Linked DNA regions of Hordeum vulgare: region 1 is linked to region 2. A link is a contact called in public Hi-C data. All regions are on one chromosome and are shown on one strand. Each heading gives the region's core, a stretch centred on a gene start, on an enhancer-like site or on the middle of the called end of the contact. The rest is flanking DNA. Distances are from core to core; before and after follow the strand shown.

Evidence for each region. Hi-C and Micro-C count contacts between places; a contact is called where the count stands out from the background.
Region 1: a Hi-C map of leaf shows a contact between it and region 2, with 3 times the contacts expected there. The contact joins two enhancer-like sites. A contact is called at or near these places in 3 of 6 Hi-C or Micro-C datasets (leaf and seedling).

The regions. Positions count from the first base shown.
Region 1 is chr2H:430,009,784-430,012,803 of MorexV3_pseudomolecules_assembly, reverse strand. No RefSeq gene overlaps it. Among protein-coding and RNA genes, the nearest start is that of LOC123426528, 130 kb to the left of the region's middle. Within about 2 kb of position 1,748, at least 2 of the 3 cell types and tissues checked have open chromatin away from gene starts, as enhancers often do. A contact at or near this core is called in leaf, where this site is marked.
Region 2 is chr2H:429,806,891-429,810,016 of MorexV3_pseudomolecules_assembly, reverse strand. No RefSeq gene overlaps it. Among protein-coding and RNA genes, the nearest start is that of LOC123426527, 230 kb to the right of the region's middle. Within about 2 kb of position 1,391, at least 2 of the 3 cell types and tissues checked have open chromatin away from gene starts, as enhancers often do. A contact at or near this core is called in leaf, where this site is marked.

The DNA.
Region 1 (3,020 bases), core at 499-2,998, 200 kb before region 2:
ACAAAAGAGTCATTCTAACAAAAGACAATTTGGCCAAGCGTAATTGGAAAGGCAACCAAAGATGGAGCTTCTGTCAGAATAAAGAAACTATTATGCACCTCTTTCTCGATTGCCCTATGGCTAAACTTTTATGACGCTGATTCACATTGCTTTCAACATGAGTCCTCCTAATAGCATAAACACGTTATTTGGGGCGTGGTTAAAGGGGGTTGACGTTGTATTTGCGCAGCTTACTTGTATAGGAACCTGTGCACTACTTTGGGCTGCATGGAACTGCAGAAATGATTTAGTGTTTAAGAGACATAGCTCTATTCACTTTTTGCAGGTTATCTTCAGGGCTACTGTCTTGATCCGCACGTGGTCCTTACTCACTCCTGCGGAAGCCAGGGAGCCTTTGGTTACTGGATGTGCGCGCTGGGAGATGGTAGCTCAAGGTATCTTCAACCGATTTGGATGACGACACAATAATAGGATATATGGATAGTCATGTAGGCATCTTCTCATTCCCGGTTGTGGCGCGAGAGGCGTCTTGTGTCTTTTGTTACTTTTCTAAGACCTACATGTACTTTGTTTAGACTGGTTTCGTTATAATTGAATAAAAGGATGCATGCATAGCTCGATGCAGAGACCGGGTCATGCCTCATTTTCGAAAAAAAAATCAGGTTGACGATTGATCAACCTTGTCAGGATCAGCGAAAGTAGTGGGCCTTGCCATAATTTAACTATTGATAATATATGCCAAGAGGATAAACATGGCATTGCACTGTTTCTTTTAAGCATACTTTACAGATAGATAGATAACAAATAGTTTTGACCTGGGGTTATCACTTGAGCCATCAGACCAATCCATATCCGGTCCTACTGTTGAAGAGTGGTAGGCTTCTTTGCTTCAAGATGGGACAACAAGCAGTATTTGTACACATATATACATCTCATCCGTCCCCTACCTAGCAAGCTAACACATGCACTTATCTTCTTTTAATAAAGTTCCAAGCTGTGGAGTAGATTGTTGGCTGCTTCGTTAGCCGGCCAGTCCAGGATAGCTTCTACATCACTAGCTTAGCTAGCTGAGTCAAGGGGCAAGCATGCATGCATCTTGTGCCAAATGGTGATTATTCTGTTCTCCATTAGAATAGCAATCTTGCCGAGATCATGTTCCTTCCATAGATATACCCCCAACTTTGCTTAGCTTTAGGTGTAGAGAGCCGGCCTCCTCTTGAATAGTAACATGCAGATCAGGTAGCTTGTCCATACCTGAAAGATCTCACTTGCACAACACTTGTAGTGGCAGCTGACATCCACGTTACAAGCCAGATCCCACTGATTATATTATGATTCCATAGAACATTCTAACAGTAATATTCTATGTGTGAGCCGCCCAATTGGCCCACGCTAGGGTTGAGGAATTTGTAACTAGGAATATTAGGGGAATATATGGCTAGCAAGGAGCTGCAAATTCCTGTGCAGAATAGCTGTTTATACCACTGATGATAACAAGTGATTATGGCCCCTTGCTTTTGAAAAAGAGAGGAAAGACAGGTTCCGAAAATAACTAGGGAATTCATAACTAACTTGAAGCCTACTTTAAATCTTGTCAAATCAATTATATATCATCCAAGACCACTGGTATAAGCGTACAACACAATACAAAAACACAATAAAGGCACGCATATTATGTGGCAGCACACGGCCGACCAGTCTGGCAAGTCGACGGCGAAACGTAGGCGCGCTAATTGTGCAAGCAACTAGCTGGCGCCGTACGTGGCGCTTTTAACAGGGTTACGAATAAAGCCAAAGAAACCAGCAGGAGCAGGGAATAGAAAAGCAAATTGACGACACCTTGCCAAATTTCTACTCGGCCAACGCATGCATTGAATTATTATGCTTACAATCCATCGCCTAATGATGTTACTAAGCGGTCATGTTATGCCACCTCTATCACACGCATTTAGCTTGCTGCAACGGAGTTTAGACAAAACATCATTTCAGCTCTCATTCTGAAGCTTTATCCGCACAAGAAAAAGCTGTCATTCTGAAGCTCAAAAGGGAAACTTAGCTCACGTCCTTCTATCAATCATAATACTAGACATGCGGACAATTTACCGTGCTTATCTTCTGAAACTCACAAGTTAGGCTGGTCATAACTAGGAGTATCATTTACCGAAAGTGTCGCTCTAATCTCCAGTACAAATGCACCCGCGCAAAAAGTAAATTTCAGAAGAAACATTGAAAATGAAAAACAAAATCTGAATTGTTTTTATGGATGAACATCAACAAGTTTTCTAACAACCTGAAAATTTCCGCTACAAAAAGACATCCGTAGAGATGTGTGCCAAAAATAATAATGAAAAATGAGTGCTTCAAAATGAGTCGTCTTGAACATTGAATTTTGTCTTCTTGTAGAGGTATCTGATGTAGTCACCTATATATTACAGGTAGGGTCATGAAACACAACATCCTAAGGCCCCACATCGCCGATCATTAAGGCCCCAGGGCCACGAACGCTCTCAAGTGCATTTTCAAACATACTTCCATCGCAAATCATAGCTTAGGCATGAAAAATTCTCATTTGGTTAGTCTCTCAAATGTCACTCAAACATGAGCAAACACAATTTGTTCACGTGTAGAAGGTTGACAATTTTTTTAATGTTAGGGTACATGAATGGCAATTCACATTAGAAATTCAGATTATTTGTATCTTGGCAACTTTTATTATTTGACATTTTATTATTTGTATTTTGGCAACTTTTCTGTTGTGTAATTTTTATGTCATGACAATTAAGGTTACTATCCTTCATAGTTAAGCACAACAATGTTTGGTCCCCGCAAAATTTGCCATTGGATACATTTTGCCATGCACACCATATTTGTTCCCTTGCAAATTTTGATATTGGCAATTTTGACTTACCTTTTGCCATGTACAACAATGTTTGTCCTTTGTATAATACCAGTTACAAAAATCCTCTTAGAATACCCCCTCCTGTCCAAAATTGCCATGTGACAAGCCGTTATGGTTTATG
Region 2 (3,126 bases), core at 142-2,641:
CTTTTATAATATATGTATTTACATGGTATTCTAAACCTGAGCAAAAATCTTTACCTAATAATAAAGAGGCTATCGCTTCCGTTGGAAAACCCACCGAGGTGATTTTAAAAAAAGCCCTTACTGTTTATGACATTAAACTCGTAGTATATATTAAATGATTTTTAAAATACTCATATCTTTTAAACCGTAACTCCAAATTTAACATATTATATATGGAATTTGATTAGAAAAATATGTAGAATTTAAATATGATATTATTTTATCTGTTAAACGTTTAATAAAAATACTATCTACGGTGCAATCTTAATAAATAAGTCATTATTTGTCTTTTTTTCATACCGGTACTCATCCGGGTTGGGGATGAACATGTCAACAAAATCAGGATTAGAGATGAAACTGAAGGTCACTTGACTGATTCTTTGTACGTACTAAATCTACATGCAAGCCGTGTTAAAATAGAAGACCTCTGAAATTTTAAACTGCATTTTTGTAGGATAAGACGATCTTTATTTGTGTTGTAACTACAAATTCTGAGATTATAGATCATTTTTTATAAATTAAGAGCGTGTGGTATTTCTTTCTTCCGTTACAACGCATGAGCCCTTTTGCTATATAATAAAAATAGAGAAAAACGACTAACATGTAGGAAGCTAATTGGTCCGGGCCGTGTGGACGCTCAGGGTAGGCGCGAGTCCCTGATCTGTCATACATAGCCGTGCCCCTCGGTGGCCTAGACAAAGAGAAAATGGAAAGAACCACGTACAGGGCCGACCCGAATTTTAAATAGATTAGAACATGTATAATGGTTGATCACTGCACACGGCCATCAAACCTCACACAAACACAGCAGAGATGTACAACTGATCACTCAACCACACAGTTGGATAAAGCCAACCATACATAGCCAAAGTTTGTAATCTGGATGATGCTTTTCCAATGAGTTGCGCTGCCCGAGCGAATTCTGAACTGCATCGGGCGATAGCTTGACCTCATCGTAAAGTAAGCTAACAAACAACTAATCATGTATGGAAACAGAGTAGGATTTCTCAGTAAGCCTAGCCACAAACCAACAGGCATTGATGTGGCAAGCATTGTCCGGTTATACTTGACACTTGACAGCCTCCTAATTTATCTACAAGGGTTGGTGAGGCACTTATGCATTTTCGGGCATAATTAACATGTACTGGTGGCGGTCGGATAAGACCAATCGATGTGGATTGCATTTGCGCGGGCGAGTTTGGTGCGGTAGATGGGGTTGCCTTTTTTCCAGATCGTTTTCGGTGTGAATGAACGCCTTGTATTTAAACTCGTTTTGTCAAGGCTAATATGGGCCATGGTAAGCAAAAAGCTAGTAGTAATAATACTAGTAGTAGGGTTTTTGGTGGTTGGAATTGCAGAAGGGCACAACTGAGAAAAAGTCAAGGCAATCATACATGCGTCTCCATAGATGGTCTAATGCTACGCTGGATTTGCGGCAGTTTGACGTCGAGTTGAAAGAGTCACGAGGCAAGGAAGAATTGAAAGAGTCATCGACGGAACATATATATATACTACAAAATAAAAGACCTATCTTGCTGTTAAGAAAGGTGCTGATCGAATAAAATCCATTTTCCTCATGAAAAGGTAGGTGTATGGCACTCCGGCCTTAATGTTTTTTTATGACAATTTCAGTCACAAGCGAATGATAAATTTCAATGACATATGGTAAATTTTTGTCAAAAATAAATTGAAGCATGAAAGTTCAAAATTACCATGTGTTTGTACAGGGCCGGTCCTGATAATTCGGAAGCCCGGGGTGAACAAATTGGAGGCCCTTAATATATAAGTAATATAATATACTAGCAAAAGAGTCTGCGCGTTGCAACGGAAGAGAAAATAACACACGCTCTAAACGTAATATATTTTCACATGGCATCACATTTGTGTTGCCGACGATAGCTTTAGTGCTCACACAACGAAAACGCGTTTGAATGTACAATCACTCGAAATAAGATAAGAAATATGTTGTTTCTCCCCACGAGGTTTTCCAAAAGTGTGCATGTGTTGTTAACGATGTTTTTTTTCCTCTCAATTTGGTTTTAATTTAATGGATGTTTATTGAAATTCGTATCATCGTCGGAAAGAGAGAGAAAAAAGAACTGTGCACTACAGATTAAGTTTGCACCAAAAATAATATTTAAGAAGTATTCAACAGCTAAAAATAACATCACATTTAGATTCTACACCTTTTTTTAATCAAATTTCATATATAACATGTCAAAATCGGAGTTACGGTTTAAAAGATATGGATAATTTTGTTTTAGATAAAATATGGATTGATTAACTGAAAAGTTAGGGTTTTTTTGTTAAAATCCGGACTGCGGGTTGATTATCTGAAACATTTCGGGGTTTTTGGAAAAATGCAAAAAAACAATTCGTTTTCTGACTTAAATCCGGACTGCGGGTTGATTACCTGAAACATCAGGGTTTTTTTAAAAAAATGCAAAAAACTATTCGTTTTCTGACTTAAATCCGGACTGCGGGTTGATTTCATGAAATGTCGGGGGCTTTTTTGCAAAAACGCCATGACGGACGGCTAAAGCGCTGCGTGCTTTATTATTAGGGAGAGATGTATAAGTAAGTATATATAAATTATTATCAGTAACACTTGGATGCAATCAAAATCAACCCTAAACCTATCAAATAATTTGTACGTATTACCGTAAAAAAATCTAACCTTCCTCGACGCAAAGTCACTTATCATGGGATCGATGTCAAACTCAACCAATAATTTTTCTCGATGCATAATGCAGACAAACCATTTAACCTCTCTTGAGTCATTGTTGATCTCAAATAATTCTTTAATAACTTCAACTTTGAAAGTTTCTTTCGGCATATGCGACCTTCACAAACACAATAAGTAAGATGTGATAGGCAATGGAGATACTAGGTAATATCTCATAGCTATTTGTTCCACTTGTTCATGTTATTAATATGCTCGATGATATTTTCACGTTCTTTAAGCTTCTCACTAATATGCCTTCAACGTCCCAATCCATCATGTGCTAAGGAACTTCGAATCCTATTGGTGCTAGACTTGAAGATCTTAAGTAAAAAAACTTTGTTGACATCTTTTGAATAAACTAG